Regions from separate parts of the Zea mays genome. Here all the other regions are linked to region 3. A link is a contact called in public Hi-C data. All regions are on one chromosome and are shown on one strand. The core of a region is the stretch at or near the end of the contact, and the rest is flanking DNA. Distances in the headings are between cores, read along the strand shown. Region 1 holds the start of LOC103626441. Region 2 holds the start of LOC103626442 (protein kri1). Region 3 holds the start of LOC100280697 (cyclin-A2).

What was found. A called contact is a pair of places that touch in the nucleus more often than the background predicts.
Region 1: a contact with region 3 is called in a Hi-C map of ear, with 8 times the contacts expected there. The contact joins the promoter of LOC103626441 here to the promoter of LOC100280697 in region 3. A contact is called at or near these places in 17 of 25 Hi-C or Micro-C datasets (bundle sheath, ear, endosperm and 4 more) and 1 of 3 datasets of contacts at active chromatin or transcription factors (leaf).
Region 2: a Hi-C map of tassel shows a contact between it and region 3, with 4 times the contacts expected there. The contact joins the promoter of LOC103626442 here to the promoter of LOC100280697 in region 3. A contact is called at or near these places in 8 of 25 Hi-C or Micro-C datasets (ear, endosperm, leaf and 3 more).

What each region holds. Positions count from the first base shown.
Region 1 is chr5:61,837,096-61,841,068 of Zm-B73-REFERENCE-NAM-5.0, forward strand. It overlaps LOC103626441, which reads left to right and starts at 1,567. Exons shown (of 3, transcript XM_008646849.4): 1 at 1,567-2,296; 2 at 2,615-2,695; 3 at 2,868-3,221. The coding sequence starts at 1,567. The coding sequence ends at 2,977.
Region 2 is chr5:61,855,358-61,859,258 of Zm-B73-REFERENCE-NAM-5.0, forward strand. LOC103626442 (protein kri1) reads right to left here and starts at 1,568. Exons shown (of 1, transcript XM_008646850.3): 1 at 1-1,568. The coding sequence starts at 1,349. It overlaps LOC100191712, which reads left to right and starts at 3,020. Exons shown (of 13, transcript NM_001137141.1): 1 at 3,020-3,586. The coding sequence starts at 3,096.
Region 3 is chr5:61,669,756-61,673,951 of Zm-B73-REFERENCE-NAM-5.0, forward strand. LOC100280697 (cyclin-A2) reads right to left here and starts at 2,687. Exons shown (of 12, transcript NM_001153616.2): 1 at 2,380-2,687; 2 at 1,075-1,386; 3 at 658-958; 4 at 244-350. The coding sequence starts at 1,380.

The sequences.
Region 1 (3,973 bases), core at 317-2,816, 170 kb after region 3:
CTCTTCCTCTTCCTGAAGACTCGAACTAGTCCATCCAACTTTCAGGCAGAAACGGGTATAGAATACCAGTTGCTTCGCACTAGTCAAATGCTTCACGCGGACCGATCGATCTAGACGACGCTAGCCAGTTTGGTGGCCGCTAGCTAGCTCTTGACCTGTTGTTGTGCAGTATCTACTGCTGCTAGCTTTCGAACGGAGGGAGCAGTAGACTGCCGTAGCACTAGCTAGCAACGTGTGTGCGTATAGTCTTTGGCGACAGACGTGTGTACTCCACCCGGCCGGCAGTCGCACAGTTTCCGGCGCCGAACCTGCAACGATGCATGTAGTAGTAGTACGTAGCAGTACCGACTACCGAGCATCTCATCTCATCGATCTGTCGTTTTCAGCACTACGCACGCACCAACGGGCAAACGGCAGCACAGGATCTGAAAGCGCCGGCCGGAGCCCGGAGGTTTGGGTTTTCGCTTTCGCTTCAAGAGTTCAGATTTTGCCGGCGCCAATAATCGCGTAGGTACGTGACCCACTGCTGCGAGCAGCTAGCGAAGAGAGATACAGAGAAAGCGACGAGAGAGAGAGTTTCTGTTACGTTAGGTCTGAACGGCGTTGATTTGCTGAAGAAGACACGCACGTGATCGTGAATTCTAGCTAGCACTACTGCTGCCGGCTGGTGAGAGTGCGATGCTCCACTGCTTGCTTCTTCGACCAACACTACTGCTACTGCTGTTCAAGCATACATACGACGCTTTATCTTTACATCACCACCGCGAGGAGCGCCTCCCGGCTCACCACCTATCGTCTCCGGTCGCATGATGCATTATCTTAATTACATGGAACAAACGAAGTGTTGACACTCTTAGTGGACCAAAAGTTTAGTATGCAGAGATCTTTGTAGTTAGCAGCATGCATGATGCATTATTCTCTCGCATGGAGCAGGAGGAGGCACGTGTGTGTACGTTGCTAGTCATAAAACCCACATTTATTCGTGACAGTAACAGTGATACCTGGCAAATACTTATCATGTTTTGATTGAGCCAAGTGTATATATGTAAATGGCCCACATGCCCTTGCCGGCCGGGCCGCCTCCGATCATGCGCTGGCTCGGTTGTCGCTCTCCGTAAGAAACATGGCCTGGCCTGGCCCGCGCGTTGGGCCGGGCCCTGCCCGCATCAATCGCAGATTTAGGCATGCATCAATGGAGCCCGTTATTTTTGAGTATGAAGCCACAGCGCACTTCTTTCTCAAATTTATACGTAATTCATTGTGCTTTGTTTTATTATTATTATTATCTTAGATCCATTCGGTCCAGGCTTTATATATGTGCCCTACACAGAGGTGTGATTAGATGTGGTGAACGGTTGTGTTCGTGTATATGTGTGTGGGGACATGTGTGGTGTGTCTGTGCTGTGGTTTAGAAAAGGGAGAGAGACAGAGAGAGAGAGAGAAAACGGACGCAGCGGAATATGAAGAGCAGATGGTGCCGTTGTAAGTGTAACGTGCCGGTTGGCACATGAACGTACGCAACGCAACTGGGCAGCATCACACGAGTCTCCTCCTGTCTCCCACGTGATGAGTTCGCCACGCCCTCGCTGTCGACGTGCCGTTGCGGCCGCGGGGGCGTGCGTGCGGTGCGGCCGTGCGCCACTGCACCCGCCATGCGCGCGCGCGGCCGGCAGCCCGGACAGACAGCGCATAGATTCCGGCACACGGGCGTCCTGCCAACCACCCGTACGTCGTCCCATCCACGCGGCCTCGCTGGCACGCCACCAACCCGGCCCAGCGGACCCGAGGCCGCAGCCGATCGCACCGCCGCGGCGCCATCCCTCCCTCCATAAACTCCCGCCCCCCGCAGACCACTCCCCCTCCCTCAGTAGTCAACCCCAGCGTCCCGCGCTCGCCCGGAAGCACATCAACACCAGACAGCACTACAGTCTACAGCAGCAGGGCACCACCACCACAGCAATGCAGCAGAACGCCGCCCGCCTGCTGGCCGCCGCCGTGGCCTGCCTGGCGCTGGCGCTGGCGCCATCCTCGGACGCGCAGGGGACGGCGGTGCCGTCGTGCGCGGCGAAGCTGGTGCCGTGCACGGGGTACCTCAACTCCACGTCCACGGCGGCGCCCGCGGCGGCCTGCTGCGGGCCGCTCAGGGAGGCGGCCGCCAACGAGACGGCGTGCCTCTGCGCCATGCTGCTCAACAGGGCCGCGCTGCGGGCGTTCGGCGTGGCGCCCGAGCAGGGCCTGGTCCTCGCCCGGCGGTGCAACGTCACCACCGACGCCTCCGCCTGTGCCGCCGCCGGAGGTATAAAGCTAGCTAGATCGCGTGTCGTCTTCCTTCATACCGCTGCCGCCGCTGCTGCTGCTAAGTACTCATTCGATCACAACTGGCTACCACAATGAGATCCAAACCTCTCCAAGATCTGGATCTCATTAATTGGGCTGCTACTAGCAGAATCATGACCTGTCATCGTGTGCCACATCTCCGCAGCAGCTCATCTTGTGATCACGTCTCAGATGATAAGCTCGGATCGCTAGTTAACTACGTACAGTTGTAGGAGCACACACTGTGATGATGCTGAACCTGAAATCCTGAATGATCTCGATCTCATTTCGCTTGCAGGCTCAGCCACTGACGGCAGTACTGCTGCATCTTCAGCTTCCACCGGCAGCGCTTCCTCCACCTCCTCCTCCTCTTCTTCAGGTACTGCTGCCACTTCACTGCTAACTGCTACCACACACAGTACCTATATAAAGAGACGTTCAATACAGATTTTTTTTTCTTGCTCCAAACTTCTGTTTCTGATAAAAAAGAAAGAATACAAGGATACTAGCCCAGTCTTACCTGAACTTTCTGCTGCCGTTCACTTGGTCAGTGGCCAAACCAACAGCCAACGGAGGCGGCGTGGCGCGTCGCCTGAGCATGACTGGCGCGTCCTCATTGCTAGGCTTCAGTTTCATCTGGTGGTGGGCGGTCATGGCGTAGGAGTATCTGCCGTGGCACCGGCGATTTTCCTGGCTGGATCCAGAATTCCAGACTTATATGTACTACTGTTGTGTTGAGTAGCAGGTTTCATTGCTTCTTTTTATATATAGTATGCCCTGTTGTACCACTACCATTGCTGCCGTGAGCAGAACAAGAGAAAAAAATGTCAAGAACGATGCAAACAACCAGACGGAAAGAACGTACTCTCATTTTAAATAATTAATAGATTCATTATGTTTTTATATGTGTCTAGCTAGATTCAACATCATCTACACATAAAACCAAGAGCTAAAATAAATATTATTTTGAGACGGAGGGAGTACATGTTTCGACATCCTGAGCAACTCACCCTGATGTCAAAAACCTGATAAGATCGTGGCAATGCTTCTCCAACATCAGATGAGCAAGTCTATTCGCTTGACTTTAATCTGTACCGGCTTCTACTACTTTTACTTTATGAATCACAGCTAGCTGTAATAGATTAAACAGTCGACTTTAATTTGAAGTGAATATCCCTTTACTTCTCCGCTCCCGTGCTTAATATTTCATCAAGCGAATGAACAAAGTCTCAAGCCTCAACCATTTAAAGATGATACACAGCTTAGAAATTACAAACAGACGAAGCTCAATACTACTCACAAGAGAGAGCACAGCACGATACAATGGACCAACGAAAGACTTTGTACGGAACTCGTTGTACTGAACCAAGAAAGCTTAATTATTTCGTAAGAATGACTCCTTTTGGAGATACCAAAGGTAAAATTTAATTTTCAAAGGCATTCTTAATTTTCGAAGGCAATCTTAATAACCAACTGCAGATAAGCGCATGAAACTAAGTAATAGTGAACAAACCAACCCCCTCTTAGGTGAGATTTCAATATTATTTGGAGTTCTTCTAAAAAAAATAATAAATACAATGACGAATAATTTAGGATAACTTTCATCAATGAAAAGGCGTCATAAGTATTTGTTCATAGCATAAATCGCATCATGGCA
Region 2 (3,901 bases), core at 318-2,817, 180 kb after region 3:
CCCTTAGGAAGCCCAAGCAATTCGTCTTCTTTGCCAAAATCCGGCTTCTCCAAATCCATCTCCTCACCACTTCCAAACTCAGGATCAACCTCATCAGCCTCATAGTAACTATCATCAAACATCTCCTGCATCTTTTTGTCATAATCCTCCGGATCAAAATCCTCCTCCAAGTCATCAGCACCAAGCTTACAAGCAGCATCTCCTTCAATCCCAGCAATCATTCGGATCCTCTCAAGCTTCTCTGCAATCTCTTTCTTCTTCAAATTCTTGAGATGCTTCAGCTCCTCTGCTTGCTCTTGCTTAACACGGGCCATCCGCTCCTCTTTGCTCTTGCGCTGCTGCTTTCTGCTGCTCTCCTTCTTCCTCACCGAACCTTCAACAACCCTTGAATGTCCCAACACCCGATCCGCCACCACTGCCCCTGATGCCATGGCCTCCTCATGCCGGTAATTATAAGCATGCTCATACTCTTCCTGAATCTCGAGCTCCTCTTCATCTGACAATTCCTGGATATTATCTAGATAGGACTTACTCTTCTCTGTCTCAAGGTACGGCCTCTTAAGAAAAAATTCCTTCAAGAACTTCTCGTTCTCATCCAGCTCCTCATCCTTCCCAAAGACCTCACCAGCAAGGTCCTTTGTCTGCTTCTCCTCCTCGTCCTCCTCCGCTTCGTCGTCAGCTCCTGCTCTAGCCTTTTCCTTCACCTGGAATAAATCGCCATCATCGTCTCCACCATCGCCTAATGCTTCTTTCTGTGCCTCAAGGAAAGCCTCCAATCCCTTCTTCTGCTGCTCGTCATAAGCGATCCTCTCGAACTTGCTGCTGCTCCGGCTGGGCTGCGCTGCGAACTCGGGGCCCTCCTCGAGCAGGTGGCGGGCATTAACGTCCTTGAGGTACAGAGGCTTCTCCTTCTTGGTCTTTTCCTTCTCCTGCTTGGACTCTTCTTGCTTCTTGGCGTCCTCACCTTCCTCGCCGCCTTCCTCCTCCGAGGAGTAGACCTTGGCGTCCTTGTCGAGGATGCGGGGATCGCCGCTGCGGATGCGGCGGATCACCTCGAACATGCGGCGGTCGACTAGGCGCGAGGCAATGGCGGCCGCCTCGTCCTCCTCCTCCGACGACGACTCGGACTCCGACTCGTCGTCGTCGGAGGCGGGGACCAGGCCCTGCTTCCTGCGCTCCTCGAGGCGCTGCAGCGCCTCCCGCCGCTTGTTGTGCTCGAAGCGACGCGCGTACTCCTCGTTGATCTGGATCTTGGAGAGGTTCTCCCCGCTGTCGAAGTCCTCGTCGGAGCCCGACAGGATGTCCAGCGGCTTCTTCTCCATCTCCTTGGACTTCTTCCTCCTCCCCATCTTCTTCAGCGAGCAACGGCTGGAAGCGGCGAGACAACGGCGGCGTGGAAGATGCTCGGGTTAGGGTTTTAATCGATGGAATCGACACGGGCCGAGACTATTATATCTTGCGCGCAACGTTGGTAAACTGGGCTGGGCCTCGTGGAATAGGACGACCCATGGGCTGACAGTACTTCAGAAGCCCAAGTGTAGCAGTACTACCGTGCCGAGCGTTTGCCTTACTCAAAAGAAGAAGAAAATACTAACGTTTGCCTGTCCAACGAAAAAAAACGACCTTTTTTTACGAGGAAAAAACTGACGAGGCGTTTCGATCGGACTTGTGTGGACTGGTCTGGAGCGCGACGCCGACCGGTGCCGAGTGAGATCGCTGTGGCCGGCCCCTCGCGGCCCAGCAGGGAGCAAGTGGCCTCGTGCCCGACGAGCACCTCAGCTTTTGTGTAGCAACTTGCCGAACGCCCGGTCGGCGTCGTGCGTGCGTGACGCACCACGCACCTATAATAATTAACTCTATTATTATATGTTTGGGCGGTGCTCCGTCGTAGGAGCAGCAATAACTGTCAACTGAATTGACACCGTCGGCGTAGTCATTAGCCAAAAAAAACTAAACTTAGGTTCGCCTACAAATACAAAAGCAAAAGCAAAAATAAAAGCAAAAGCAATTTGTTTAGAAGTTGCTGGTTCGCATGATTGATGTGATTATATTTGTATTGACTCACGTACGGCATGGATGTGGTTGAGATCGGATCACGCATCCCATTTGGCATGTGCAAGCAGGATGGATCTCTCGCCGTATGTACAGACGTGCAGTACGTCGTCGCACACGTTGCCTTGAGCTTCGCTCCATTGTCTAAATACTTTATTACAGAGGAAACACATAACACCTATAAAAACTATTAGTTTTATAAAACTTGCCATTCAATAATATCCTAATAATGTTTATTTATTTGGAGTCATATGAGTATGTTCATACCAGTGATCTCTGAATTTGTTAAGAGATGTCGATTAGATTCATAAACTTTAAAATTGTAGTTTTATGTTCTTGAACTGGTTAAATAATATATCATACATCTCTAAGTTTATGAAAATAGTGCATTGCAGGTCTAGATTTGGAACATACAGACCACCGTTATGTCTCATTTAAGTACGAGGAATGTTGCTCGTGCATTTATCTAATGTTATTTTTTAAAATCAATAATACATATTCTCTCCGTTCACATGATTTAGTCGTTTTAATTTGTCATAAGCCAACTATTATCAACTTTGACCGATTACATAAGATATTTTATAAAATTTTACAATATAAAAATAAAACTACTAGAGTCATTATGACTTGAACTACTATAATATATGATTCTTTTAGTTTAAAATAATGTAATCTTATCTATTATTCGTCAAAATTTACATAGTTTGATTTAGAATAATTCTAAAATGACTAAATTATGTGGAGGAAAGGAGTAGAAATTTCAACACATAAAGACACGTGGAGTTTTTAAAAGAAGGAAATACATGACAGGTGAAAACGAAACGATTCTTAAAATTTCCAATAAGTACTCATGAAACTGCGGGGGACAATAGCAAAAACGAAACGGCGACCACATACAAAACAGCGACTCCCTTGTTGCCGGCTATAGCTTTTGCCTCCGTTTCGCTTTGATAAATAAAAGCCATAACTCCCGGCCGTCCATCGCTCGCCTCCCCTCCCTCCCTCCCCGCCGCTGTCTCCGGCGACAGCCAGCCTCATCGTCCATGGCCTCTACATGCCTAGCCCCCGCCTCCCTCTCCACGCCCCTGCTCTCCGACTCCATCGCGCGCGCGCCCGCCGCCAACGGGCACGCCACCAACCACCGACACCACCACCACGACGACAGCGACGGTGCTGCGGCGGTCTCCGTTTGCGACGACGGCGGCGGGGACCCGTTCGCGTTCCTCTCGGAGGACCGGCCGCCGAGGGACCGAGGGCCGTCCCCGGCCGACCCGTTCCGCAACGGCACGCCGGCGTGGGGCGGCGGCGTGTACGCGTGGTCGAGGACGCTGCTGCTCCTGCCGGTCGCGTTGGTGCGGCTGGCACTGTTCGGGCTCTCCATCGCGATCGGCTACGCGGCCACGTGGGTGGCTCTCCGCGGGTGGGCGGACACGCACGGGAGGCCGCGGGTGGGCGGCGGGCCTATGCCGGCGTGGCGCCGCCGGCTCATGTGGATCACGCGGATCTCAGCTCGCTGCATCCTCTTCTCTTTCGGGTGAGTCGCTCGGTTGCTGGATCGCGGGACGCGATCTGGATCGTAGACTTGGTCTCATTTTGATTTGATCTAATCTGGTAGCTAATAGCCGCTGCCTGGCATTTTTTCCCTAAAAAACATAATACTAGATGATTAGATTTGTGTGGTGAGATGGGGCTTTCTAATCCTATGTGTCGATGACGCGATTGTGGGATGCGGGTTGGTTTGCTGGATTTGGAGGGCTGCTATTTCGCAACAACGTGCCTATTTTGTTGGGAGCGCCTCAATGATGTGGTTAGTGGCCTGGTGGGACGATGCTGTAGCGGAAGCTGAATG
Region 3 (4,196 bases), core at 1,437-3,936:
ACAATGTGCCAAGAATATAACACAGAAATGTAAAACTTGAGTTCTTAATTCTTATATGATTAATATACATCTAAGATATATATATTTAAAGAATAAGAATTCTGCCTAAATAGTACTCTCTATTCCAAATTATAAGACATGGTAAAAGTAATGTATCTATAAAAACCAAAATGTCTTATAATTTGGAATGGAGGGAGTACAATTATGCAGCATTTCTGTTTTGATCAAAAGACAACAGCATACCTCTGAAGCCATTAGGTTTGAGTATATCTCCACAACGTAGGAAGCACACATTTGAGGATTGCCATTATCTTTGTCGATATCTACAATGTCTAACACATAAGAGTCCCCTGGAAGAAAATACAGAATCTTTAGCAGATGGCCACTAATCAGAAACGTTAAGACTATCTACAGGTATTCAGAAATGAAAAAACAGAGAAAATTAACAGCAAGCTTTAGTTTCTTCAAATTTCTACTACTCTATTAAAGACCATTAAGATTATAGTCAAGTAAAACTAAGGGTGCCAGGCTGCCAGCTGCATTGTGTAACATGTTAAGGTAAGAAAAGCCTTGAACATTATGCAGACTCAGTGTGGCTGTGATGCTAGCCAATTTTTAAAAGCGAATGTTAAAGCTCAAAAACAAAATGGAACTGACCATTCTTTGACACAGAAGGTTCACATTTATCCCTGAGGTTTCTTTCCTCAAAGAATACCTCATGACAAGCACTGTCCCTGTTCCTTTCAACATTCTGCAATGAAAGTGGCCCCCTGTTCTCAAGCAACAGAACGGGTTCCACTCTCTCTGCCAAAATCTTCTCCGCTTGTGTTTCTTCAGCAATGTTCAAAACATTAGTCAATGCACTTCCATTACCAGCTGGTGGTGGTTTTTTAGGAATCTTTTTTGCGCACGGCTTGCTTTTGCTCACGGTTCTTCCAGTCCTTAGAGAGGGCTTTGTCTGAACAAAAAATAGAGTTAACCTTGTCATTCTACTACATTTGCAATGTCAAGAAAACAGTACGCGGCAAGAATTCATTGCAAGATAATGCAGTTATGTTTGGAACATCTTGATACCTGAAGCTTCGGTGCAGCAGCAAAACTTTTGTTAGAGTTAGCATTGCTCAAATTGGTCACATCCCTGAGTACTGTGCGCCTTTTAGGCTGGGGGCCTGAAAGTGCAACACTTGCACTGGTGTTGTCATATGAAGAACCTCGTTTTGCCTTCCCTTGTGCAGTCTGTTTTCGTTCGGTTTTTGCAGGCAATGGAACAGAAGGGAAAGTTCCAAAGCTTCGACGATTTGCAGCAGCTTGAGCTCGCGTGATCCGGCCATTGGATGCTTGACAAGCATTAAGCACAGGGTTTTCTTTTCGCATAGCCATCCGAACCTGAGTGTTGTAAAATAAAAAGACTATGTGACTTCATGCAAGTGGCTTGTGGTATAGTATTGGGGAGTTGAACAAGTGAACAGTACTATGCACTTAGGAATCACGAGAAATGGTGGAAAACTCAACAACTGAAGAGCAAGGTTGTAAAAGTTTCTAACAAAACCTCGTCGGAAAGTTGAAATGAAATCATATTTGTATTCAAGAGATTTAATGTCAAACCATTGATGTATTAAACTTGTAAGTCAGAGGAGGAACAAACAGGCACAGTACAGGGCATACCAATCACATAAACACCACATAGCAGGCCTGTTCAAGTCGGAATCATCTAAACGCATTACTTGCTCATGTTGGAATTCTACAGAAAAAGCATGAGAAACCCACAATTTGAACATAAACAATCCAAGCTCTGGACTGGGCCAGTTGTATTTCCTTTTGTGTGGCAAATCTGCACCCCAATTTTCTTTCTTTTCCTTTTTTAGAAGAAAATTATCTCTTCACACATCGTAAGAAGGATTACCTATTTGGATCTCTGAGGAACTGCTGCGTTCACATTGTGAAATTAAAACGAACGGTGCAACAGTGAGTCCGCGACACATGACAACATCCGGATCAAGAATGCACCATGGTCAGACCACATAATCCGCCGAAAAAGCTCTTGTAATGCGGCAATGGGAACGCGTCGACGATTCTTTGGCACGCTAGACGGTACCGCCAAGCACCCAGCCGTCCAGGATAGGACAATCTCACCAAAAAGAAGCTTTATTCGCAGAAAGAACGAGAATGGTTCGTCCTCGATCTTGGGGCGGTCAAGTCAAGGCCGGCGCAAGAGGGTTTCTTGGCCCCGTCCCAAGCCCCAAGAGTACTCTCCCCTCCAAGAATGACAGCCTAGCCCCCTAGGTTCCTGGAGGCAGCGAGAATAGGAGGAAGAAGCCCGCACAAGAACCCGACGTGAAGGCGGGGCCGGGGATGAAGAGGCGAGGAAGCTAGGCTCACCCTCGGCGGAGGCGTCGTCGATCCGGGGACCCCCGTGCCCCAGCGCCGTAGATCCGGCCGCGATCTGCACGGCGGCGCTGGCGGCGGCGGCGGCCCTACCCCTTGTTGGGTTTTTTCCCGGTGGGGTGGTTGTGGTACTAGTACTAGTACTAGTACTAGTGGAGGGTGGGGGAGTGTGGGAGTAGGAAAGGAAGGAAGGGGAGATGGGGAGCGGTGTCTGGATTTCGTTGCCCTTTTTGGGACGGAGAGGTGAGGGAGGGCGGAGACCGGAGCGGAGGAGCGGAGGAGAGAGGAGAGGGAAAAAATGGATGGACTCGGTGAGGGTTTCAAAATTCGAACGGCCGGTGCTGAATGCGCTGTCCGTTTCCGTTTCCCAGTCTTGAAACGCCAAGTGGTCCCTGGCCCTGGAGATCTGCGTCGCGGCGTCGGCCCGGGTAGGCGGCGGTAGCGTGGGCTACTGGGCTGTAAGGCCAGTAGGAAATATGGTCTCCTTCAAGCCGTGCCAAAGGCCCAACATCAAGTGAACAGGCTCCCAATTAGAGATGGCAATGGGATCCGATTCCACGATTTCCCGCGGTGAATTCCTCTACTTTGCGAACCTCAAATCCTCTTCAGGATTGGAGGGGATTGATTTTCTTCTCCAATCTCCTTCAATCCCGAAGGGGATTTAAGTTTCCAAACTAGCCCTTAGGTGATAGGGGTGGGGGATTTTCTTCCCACATGAGGATATAAACGGAAAAAAAATCTCCCCCGGCGGGTAAACGTGGATAGGGATGGAGAAGCATTCCTCATCCCCGTGCCCCGCAGGGACCCGTTAAACTTATATGTGACAATGTTTTCATGTAATAGTCAATAATAAAAATAAATAATTACCTTGTCAAAAGATCATTGTTGTACAAATATGTTCATTTTAATATACACGTGATGATTTGTGCATCTAATCTAACAATGTATAGAAGTGACAATGTTTGACATTAACAATAAATGAAGTACGATATAATTATAATTTAAACGGGGACAGAGATCTCCGACGGGGGGATTTAACCCTGTGGGGAAAAGGGATGGAGAAAAAATGTCCCAGCAAGTGTTCGTGGGGGATCACCAATGGGAAAAAATTTCATCGTGGGAACAGGGATGGGGAGCTAAAATCTGATGGGGAATTCCTCGTTGCCATCCCTACTGACAATTCAAGCCTGTACTTCCATCGATGGTGTCCTTGAGTACCTTTCTAGCGAGAGAATTCGAAATAGTAGAAGAGATAGCAAATAGGATAGGGGAGATAGCGTAAGACTTTTGGGTGTGAGAGCGTAAGACTCTGTTCTTTAGTGCCAAAGGAGGAGGGAGAACGTAAGACTTCTGGGTGTGATGAAAGTATGAGTAACAAGGGATCTTGGTCACTCGTTGCATTATATTTTTCTTGTGTACTTAAACATCGTGTTAATTTTGTATCAGTGATATAGACTCAGGTCTCGACGGTTGCGAATTCAAGATTATCCGAAGCCTCAAGCCAAATTGTGGTAGAGTGATATCACATTGTTCCTTCGTAGAGGCGATGAGTTCACAACTATCAGCAAAGAAATCACATTCATGAAGCTACAATGAGTCTATAAGATGGAGACCAAGGAAAAGGTCAAGGCCTCAGAGAAGTTTTTTGCCTCAACATGTAATGTTCAAGAGGATTAGAAATACAGATGGCAACATACATGAAATAATTGTGTGCTCGTAGATAATAAACAAGATGGATGTGGATATTGGCGCGGTTTTATATCCGGGGCAAGGATAAGGATAAGGATAGGACAATAGATCATGTGATTATT